Linked DNA regions of Zea mays: regions 2 and 3 are each linked to region 1. The links are chromatin contacts, called in public Hi-C maps. All regions are on one chromosome and are shown on one strand. The core of a region is the stretch at or near the end of the contact, and the rest is flanking DNA. Distances in the headings are between cores, read along the strand shown.

Region 1 (3,077 bases), core at 333-2,832:
GTACATAGCAAATGCCTCATAGCCATCTCGCATGATTTCGATATCAACACTTATTGATGGATTTACCAGTGATATGTACTGCAAGAGTTCTCATAAAATGTTAAACAGTACGGCGATGCATCAATCGAGCAACCAGATCTTATCCTATATGGACTAGGTATTAATCTAGGATGAATGACAAAGCAGCAGCACAGCACCTTACCGACTCGACTGCATAGCACGGCACCATGAGAATGACGCCGACAAGAAACTTCTGTTCCTGAAAGAGCATAATGCGGCAAGAATGAGTGAAAATACCAAGTCAGACACGGTTCAAACAATGTATCACATTGATTTATTTAAACACTAAGCAACACTGATAACGATCCACAACCTCTGGGTTTTTGTAGGCTGACAGATGATTGAACAGCAAGTACAGGGACAGCGAGACGGAGATGATAACAAAAACCCCGGCGATGAGGGTAGCCCAGAGAGGTGGTGTATAGCTTCCAATAACCGCAAGCAATTGCTTGGCCAACTCCACCGCCATCCCTTCTCACTGCCCCCCTTAACTGGTCTTCAATGATTATGCCCCGTTTGGAATGAAATCTGTTGCAGGGTATGGTTCATAGAGGATCATAATAAGTGAGACAGAGACTGGAGCTCTTGCTCTTCCCTTGTTGAGCGGCACGGCAGTACCTAAAATTCTGTTGTTCCACTTGATACTTTGGTCTCTCTTCCTGCAAACACCATATATATAAAAGAGATAAAGATGAGGAGGACGCAAGGGCAAATCTTGAAGGGGCAGCAGAATTGAACTCGTAAAGACCGCACATGAATGAAGCAGAAATAACGTTGCTTTGCACCCAACCCCGATCAAAGATTTGAAGGGGGCTACTGGGAAATCTGGAACTGGAAAAAATATTAAAGGGGCAATAGGTGAGCTTCTGTAAATCTGGGAGTTTTCCGCCAAGAAACGATCTTCGATCCAAAATAGCCCCTAAAAGGAAACCTGAGCAAGCTCGAGCAGCCGGATCACCCATGGCGACGTCGGACGTCGCACTAATGGATGACCCCACGGCGGTGGGCGGCCGTGTCTTCGTCAAATTGCCAACCCACTTCTCCCTCACCGTCACCGCCGGAAAACTTGACGAAGGGAGGATCCAAAACAGAACTAAAGGAAAGGATACAAACCTAGAGAATCGGATCTGAGCCGGAGCAAACCAATGCAGGAGGGATCAACGAAAACCGACCAGAGGGAGAGCAAGACTCCGCAAACAGAGAGCCCAATCAACCGGCGCACAAGAAAAAACGAGCTTTGCCTGCCTAGGATTAATTGGGGTTGGAAGAGAACCATGGGGAGCGTGGGGCTTGATTACATTTACATACAGAGGATTAGGTGGCGGAATCGTACTTGTCAGGGAGACAGGGACGGCGGGGAGAGAAATTGTTTCTCCTGCACCACATGCTCGCAACGTCTCTGGTTTTGTTTGCAGTCGCTGTCTGTCTGGTCGGGTCAACCAGGAACTCTCGCTCTCTCTGGGCTGGCCCTCTTTTTTTTCCTGTGCTCTTGCCTTCGTTCTCTGGCAACTCCAGATCGTAGCCCCCAATTCAAATTTGGATCTTGAAAATTAAACTAGAACACAAAAGGTGATTTGGTATGCAGTTTGCATTTTACTAAAAAAACAACACAATGCGTCGAAAACATACAGACTAATAAAAACAAAAGGTGTATTAAGCATGGATGGTTGTATTTAGAGACGCGGTGGCTGTCAAAGTGACTCCATTGTACAATGGGGATCAAAGTTGTTTGATTGGAGGCATGGAGTTGAGACGATCTGGAAGATCATGTGGAGGACTTGAGAGATGGACTTCCATGGCAATGGGCGGATTTAACTCAATTCAAGATAGGTGATATATTTTTTCCCCCGATAAGGGCAAGAGATTGTATATATAATTTCAAGACGCCAGGGGCGAATAAAATTTAAGAGCTTGCTGCTGAGAGTATTTTGTCTAATACTCCATCGTTCTTAAATACTACCTCCAATTTTTTTTTTTGTCGTCGAAAAGTCAAAAATGAATTGGTGAGCGTCATATATAAAAAACTAGAGGTAGTATATGACACCGTTGACTTTTTAAAAAAAATTAACCACTTATTTTATTCAAAAATGTAAAATTTTAAAAAAACAACCACTTATTTTATTCAAAATATTTATTTAAAAATGTAAAATTTTAAGTCACGTTCAAACAACCTCAACTGATAAATAAAATAAATGATACTTCACATTTTTTTGTTGAAGTTTAAAAAAATCAATAACCTCACGCCTGAAATGCAAGGTGGTCATGGTCATAGTAGTAAACCAGCTACTACAAGCTCACTTCAGAGCCATTCACGTTTCACACTGCAAGGTGTTGTTAATTGCGGATGTAAAGTTCATAACCCAAAAAAAAGTCCATGATATCAAGAAAAAGACAAAAAAAGTGATAATAACAATACAAATTTAATTACCAGGAACTAATGGGCATGAGACACGGCTTCATGTTTGACGCATCTACTGTCTAGGTCGATAACCGCGTTGAGTGAATACTGGCAAGTCAGACAACAATTTCAGCAGATCCACATAATCAATGTTTATTTTTCAAAACGCAGAGGTGTCACATGACATGAGTAAAGAATGATGGCCAGGATACAACAAATGAAATTCCAATCGATATAATTGGAAAAAAAAACCCTAAACAACACAAACACTGTTTCATTAATGTTAAGTTATTGAACTAACAAACAACACACCAACCCAGCCCCACCAAATATTTGCTGCAACAGCCGTTGCATATATTCAGATAGATCCCACTTCTGTAGTTTAGTCGAAGCAGCCTATATATACACCTCTTTCCATGGAAGTAGTTAAGAGTGTGTATAGTTCAAGCTTAGGTTCAGGCATCCAGCAAGAAAGTTGCGGGTTCCGATTTCGCAGCATAGCTATATCTAGAAGTGTTGTACTTTCTATGGACCCCTGTAAGTTTCCCATGAGCTGCTCTTTGGTGCAGTTCAACCATCATCCTAGAGCAAACCCTGCAACATAGAAGGGGCCATGTAA
Region 2 (3,077 bases), core at 386-2,885, 640 kb before region 1:
ATCTTGGAGAATATCAAGTTGAAGACTGGCTTATGCATCGACTGATTAATTTTATGTTCTGGAATTTCTGTGAGATTCAAATAAGTTTCATGTAATTTTGATCTTGATGGTGTTTCCAAGACAGTTCACACAATGTGCGTACCGTTGGTGCAGTTTGCAAGACACCACGGATGGAAAACAGCAGATGCAAGGTGAAGACACCAAATACTTGAATGCAGCACCGGGGAGCACGCCCCCTAGTGAAGTTATAATGGTACCCAAAGGGCTGATTTCTTCATTTGCCTTGCATGCGATTTGATACCAGACTCATTCATTTAGCATTCAACAATATCTGCACATGCTTCAGTGCCAAATGCCCTAATCTATAAAGTAAAAAGGAGAATGCAGCAGATTTTTCCACCATTATACACTTAGCCTCTCACTGCCACTCACACTAAAAGCTATAGCATAAAAGTTAAACTGAAGTGTACAAGCAAGTTTATACAATACATGCACAAACTAAAGGCAAGTAGTTACCTTCATGGTAGAGTTCAGTTTAAAGCTCTCCTCCCTCTGTTTCCAGTTTTGGTGCCCTCCAAACAGCGGTGAAGGATCTTTGTCCTGCTTGTCAACCGTTATATATGACAACTTCTTCACGATTGTGTTGGGAGTCCTCTTTGGGATGGCAATAGCATTTGGATCATTCGCAACAGGTATCGGGCAGCCTGTAGATTGAAGTACAAATGTGGGGCTACGAAGCAGTCACAATTTAGCCACCAAAAGGATTTTTTTTTAAGGCACGAATCTTACGGTGGAGTGGTTTCGATGAGAGCCCCATCGAGTCCAACACCGAGAAAACTTTACTGTCCTTTTCACAAAGGGCTGCAGAGATACAAGGCGCAACAAAGCATGTGATGATAACTGATAAGACAAAGAGTACCACTATTATGATAGGCAGCCTATGGAAGACCAGAAAGTGTTATATTAGAGATTAAATTAAACAATGTATTAGAAGAACATATTAGCTAGAACTCAGAAGCAAGACATCTTAAACGTACGATTGCACACTGAATAATGGAAGGAGACGTGAGATAACCAAGAGGATTAGTTGTCAGATAGTGTTTCCATTCCTTATCAGGGGTACAATGCGAGGTAACTGACTCCCGAAGCAATGTAAGCAAGCAAGCCTCTGCTACTGTTCCACCGATGCATCATCAAGCCCATGGCATTTGCGCATTGCAAAGGCGAAACACGCTGCAGTGGGTCTACGGAAGTACGGATAGCAGCGATGGAAGCCGCGGCGAGTCGGCGACCTAGCTGGCTGACCTGAGAGGAACGCGACGGGGGAGCTGCAGGGCCGGAGGTGGAAGGCGAGTGCGACGAGCCCGAGCATGGCCCAGGCGATGGCCGACACGAGCACCAGCCGCACGGCGCCCCTGCGGGACACCACCCGCACCGCCGCCGCGTGCGCCTTCAACGCCGCTTCCGTGACGATGCCGCCGCCTAAGACCGAACCGAACCATTAGCTAGATCCGAACAGGAAGCGCAGCGCCAATTGGGTCGGGTCAGTGCCTACCTCTGCTTCGTCTCGCCATTCCTCCTCCTCCTCCGCCGCCGCCGCCGCCGCCGTGCTCCCGTGTCAGGCCTACGGCTTTGGGGCCTGTTGGGGGGAGGCCACTGTGACAGTGTGAGAGCCCAAAACAAACTACTGCAAACGTGTATTTTTTTTTTCCATGCCATAGATATCTGCAAAGAAATTCTGTCCCACAGGCCACAGATCATCAGAAAGCAATGTCGATTCCAGATAGAAAGCCAACCTCTCAAGAATAAGCAGTGGATCCACTACGAGCCCATCAATCCAAATGATAAACCAAGCTTGAGGAAATAGTAGCGATGTGTTAAAATCTTTTAGTATTTTGTTTTCGTCATACGGGAGGCGATGTGTCACCATATACCAGCTCATTTTCCTCCAGCACTGTCAAATCTTGACAGTCGTACCTGTTCTTCTGAATGAGATCAAGATATACTTTTTACTTCATCTATGACCATTAGGAAGCAGAACAGCTTCTGAGATCGACAACTAACATTCTGATGGCTGATGGGGAGTGCAACCCACAAATTTGCATTTATGTATCAACATTATCCATATATACCCAACACCACTGTTTTCCGTAAATCCGCTTATATCCTTGTAAAAGAAGAGTTCAGATGCTTAATGACAAAGCATCATAACTTAAGATCCAGAAAATGAGAAAAATGAAAAGGTAAGGTACCGTCTAGAGGGAAAACTGGCACCGCTCTTGTTGAAACAAATGACGAAATGCAGGTCATATTTTTTATTATATGCCCAAAAGTTGACAGGCAATTGAAAATTACACTAACTGGTCACCGACATTACAACTCCAGTGTAGATTCTAGTGACTGGTCATCTATGCGTATGATAAACTAGTCTTACAGGTTCATGAAGGTACATCTGCTTATTAAGTACAGCTACACGAACAAATTAGAACAGGACCGATCATTTGTTTTTGGGTACTGCAAGTCTGCAACATAAGGGAGGCTTTAGCGAGGGAAGATACTGTCGCCATCCTCGTTTCTGTCAAGGTAGTTGAATGGAGCATCCCCTTCGTAGCGGAAATCTGGGCCAACATAGCACTTCATCTCATGAAACAGGTTCAGGTTGTCGACCAACTTATGGAACACGTTGCAACCGCAGCACTGTAACAACAGACCAAGATCAAGCAAATGTGGATACATACATTTGAAAGCAAACAGCTAGACAGAATGCAGCACCGGTGAAAGAAAGGGACAACATTCAAATGCGGAAAAGAACAACTTGCAGGTATCATTGTCCCGCATAGGTCGTAGCTAATTACATGTGAAAAACAATTTAGATCTGGAGTTCCATGTATAGAAAGAAAAAAAAATCAAGGCCAGAGATGACCGCAAACCTAATAGAGAACTATGATAATTCACAATACAGGCAAGCTTGAGCTTTACACCAAAAGAAGATACACATCTTGGGTTGATATTGGATGGACTACAATTATTTAAGCAATTGACGCGTCTGAAACTGAAAGAACACTACATATCTAATC
Region 3 (3,077 bases), core at 269-2,768, 590 kb before region 1:
GACTGCAGCGCATAGGGAGCTCTCTAGCGTTAGCCGCTGCGGGCGTAGAGACCCCCTACGCAGGGGAGAGGGCGCGGTAGCGCAAAGCGTTGAGGATAGTCTCAAGTCGAGAGTGGGAAGGGGAGGGAGAGGGCCGGGGCCCACGCGCAGTTCCCGAGGTCGGTGGCGCCATGCGCTTGTTGTTCTCCTCCTATTCTCTCTCATGTACCCGGCGTCGTCCTTCATGCTAGCATAGTAGCTCTGTGCATACGGATATGTACTATGTAGCTGGTATATATAGATACATAACCTAGTGTAGACAGACAGGTAGGTATAGTAGAGGATGTCGTCCAAGAAGCTGTACAGTACGTACGTAGGGTCCTAGCTAGCTGGTGCAGGGCAAGTGCACAGCAGCAATAAAAGCTACGTACGTACTCGTAGGCTGCTCTTGTACAAAGAACAGAAGAGCTACGGACGGGATCGATGCATGCATGGACCATTCGGAACGATGCATGGTATGGACCATTCGAACAGCAGCAGCAGGCCATGGGTATATACATGGGTATATATACTCCGCGCTAACAAACACCGAGGAAATGCTGTCTAACTGCTCGACACAAGTTGGGGCTCAGAAAGGCCCACGAGGCGAGAGAGAGAGGCAGAGGACACGTACGTGTACGTGGGCCTCCAACGGGTGAGCCCACCCACCCGCCTGCATGCCAATTGCCAATGCAGGAGCCAGGGATGCGCAGGGAAACTGATACGGGCGAGCCGCTGCCGCCCCAGAAGCCGTTTTCGACGCATTTGTGGGGTCAAACCTGCGGGCCCCGCACACGGGATCTTCTGTTCTGAGGCCGGGGCCTCGTCATCATATCATTCTCCCAGCTTGGCCGTCTTCGTTTTCCCGAGATTGATTGAGTATTAAGAAATGTTTGCCACAGAAATCAATCCATTCGATTCAGCTGCCGTGGCATGGCATGACAGCGAGGATGAAGGGGAGGAACTCCATGGCTTGGCTTTCATCAGTGTGGGCGTGGGCGTGGGCGTGGCCAAGAGTTTCTGTCATCTCTGAATATATGCCATCAAGAGTTCAGTCTCAGTCAGTCATGAGCGTTGGAGCTTTCAAAGCCTGCCTGTGCCCGCTAATTACTCAGTCAGTAGATTAAAGGGCATCATCACACACTATCACAGGGCAGAGAGCTTTACCCGACGCCCAGGACGAATCCTCCTGGAGCCTAGCACTGTCATTATGCCCTAGCTAGGCCAGGCCTAGGGTTCACAGGTCGCAATACAACAAAAAACCAGATTGGGGGCCTCACTGCATTCTACTGCTGCGACTAGTACGGTACACACCACAGATAAATCAGCAGCAAGTTCCATGGATTAATGTAGTACTACTACGTATTTGTTACTAGCAGCCTACTACCTTAATGGCAACTGTTTACCATTTATCAAAGGGAATAATTGTCCCCCCCTTTCATTCCCCGTATCTTAATCCCCCGTTGTCCGTCTCCTCCCTCCACCGCAGGCACACACACCTCCCTTTTTCATTCGAGTTCGAGGAGAAGGCGGCGGATGCGGCCATGGAGCTCGACGAGCAGGCCTTCCTGGAGGAGATCCTCTCCCTGCGCAGGGACGCCTGGGACTGCAATGTGTCCATGGGGGACCTCTTCGCCCCGGCGGCGGCCGCCGCCATTGACTGCTCCTTCCACAACCAGCAGGCGCCCACCGTCAGCGTCCTCCCCACCTTCACCGCCTCCTGCGCCGAGCCGCCGGCCTTCGACTGCCTCAGCGAGGTCTACGGCGCCGCCGCCGCGTTCGGCGGGCCCAATGCCGGCGACGAGATGGCGTTCCTCCACGTCGCGGAGCCCAAGGAGGCGCTGCAGCTGGACAACAACGCCGGCCTCGGGGTGTGCAAGGTGGAGCCCGGCCTGGTGGAGAGCGACGGCGGCGGCGCCGCCGCGCCGACGCCCGCCCCTGCGGCGTCCAAGAAGAAGAGGGTCGAGGGGATGCCGTCCAAGAACCTCATGGCCGAGCGCCGCCGCCGCAAGCGCCTCAACGACCGCCTCTCCATGCTGCGCTCCGTCGTGCCCAAGATCAGCAAGGTGAGAAGGACAAAGAGGGGGGGGGGGGGGGGGGGGGGGGGGGGGGGATCTCTCCTTTTTTCTTGGTTCTTTGTCCACCTCGTCGGACAAGAAAACAGCAAACACGCAATCAGTATGTCTATCTACGGCGTCGGCGGCTGGGCTGATGACTGATGAGATACGAAATGCGCGTGGTGGGTGCACAGATGGACCGGACGTCGATCCTGGGCGACACGATCGACTACATGAAGGAGCTGCTGGAGAGGATCAAGCTGCTGCAGGAGGAGATCGAGCAGCAGGGGGAGGCGCCGGCGGGCATGCTCAGCGTCTTCCGGGAGCTCAACCCCAACGAGATGGTGGCCAGGAACACCCCCAAGGTACGATTCTATCTTGTGGCTGGCCGCGATTGGGGGAAGGGGAATGCGAGGCGCGGCTGAGACGCTGATGCTGATGCTGATGCTGCGTCCTCGTGCAGTTGGACGTGGAGCGGAAGGAGGGCGCCGACACCCGGGTGGAGATCTACTGCGGCGCCAGCGCCAGGCCGGGGCTGCTGCTGTCCACGGTGAGCACGCTGGACGCGCTAGGGCTGGACATCCAGCAGTGCGTCGTCAGCTGCTTCAACGACTTCGGCATGCACGCCTCCTGCTCCGAGGTAGTCACCACCGTGACCGCTGCCTGCCCACACACACAATACATTGGTTCTAGATCTGCCAGACTCCCTTCGTCCTCAAATTAATTGGACGCGATGCAGTGCAAACAAGTTTTGCTCCTTGAATGTGGTTGCCTGACTGACTGACAGGGGGGACAATGACATCGCAGATGCAGAGGGACATGATCAGCGCCGACGCGATAAAGCAGGAGCTGTTGAAGACCGCTGGATATGGCGGAGGCTGCATGTAGAGGGCATGGCGCGGCTGTAGGAAGGAGAAGAAGAGGAGGAGCCGGAGCAGGAGGAGGCGGCAATAAATTAAGCTCTATTAAACAGCGCTAGTAGCAAGGAGCAGCAGCAGTATC

What was found. A called contact is a pair of places that touch in the nucleus more often than the background predicts.
Region 2: a Hi-C map of ear shows a contact between it and region 1, with 2.6 times the contacts expected there. The contact joins the promoter of LOC100383122 here to the promoter of LOC100502274 in region 1. A contact is called at or near these places in 3 of 25 Hi-C or Micro-C datasets (ear, endosperm and tassel).
Region 3: a Hi-C map of leaf shows a contact between it and region 1, with 7 times the contacts expected there. The contact joins the promoter of LOC100276548 here to the promoter of LOC100502274 in region 1. A contact is called at or near these places in 5 of 25 Hi-C or Micro-C datasets (ear, leaf and tassel).

What each region holds. Positions count from the first base shown.
Region 1 is chr6:92,284,537-92,287,613 of Zm-B73-REFERENCE-NAM-5.0, reverse strand. LOC100502274 (Protein LAZ1) reads right to left here and starts at 1,582. Exons shown (of 10, transcript XM_035959972.1): 1 at 1,394-1,582; 2 at 679-719; 3 at 374-588; 4 at 203-259; 5 at 1-78. The coding sequence starts at 529. LOC542305 (cyclin 3) reads right to left here. Exons shown (of 11, transcript NM_001363253.1): 11 at 2,599-3,052. The coding sequence ends at 2,914.
Region 2 is chr6:92,923,889-92,926,965 of Zm-B73-REFERENCE-NAM-5.0, reverse strand. LOC100383122 reads right to left here and starts at 1,635. Exons shown (of 7, transcript NM_001175788.1): 1 at 1,556-1,635; 2 at 1,306-1,482; 3 at 790-861; 4 at 517-704. The coding sequence starts at 1,574. LOC100192616 reads right to left here. Exons shown (of 4, transcript NM_001137831.1): 4 at 2,285-2,697. The coding sequence ends at 2,542.
Region 3 is chr6:92,876,018-92,879,094 of Zm-B73-REFERENCE-NAM-5.0, reverse strand. It overlaps LOC100276548, which reads left to right and starts at 1,518. Exons shown (of 4, transcript NM_001374062.1): 1 at 1,518-2,084; 2 at 2,270-2,440; 3 at 2,539-2,715; 4 at 2,883-3,077. The coding sequence starts at 1,563. The coding sequence ends at 2,963.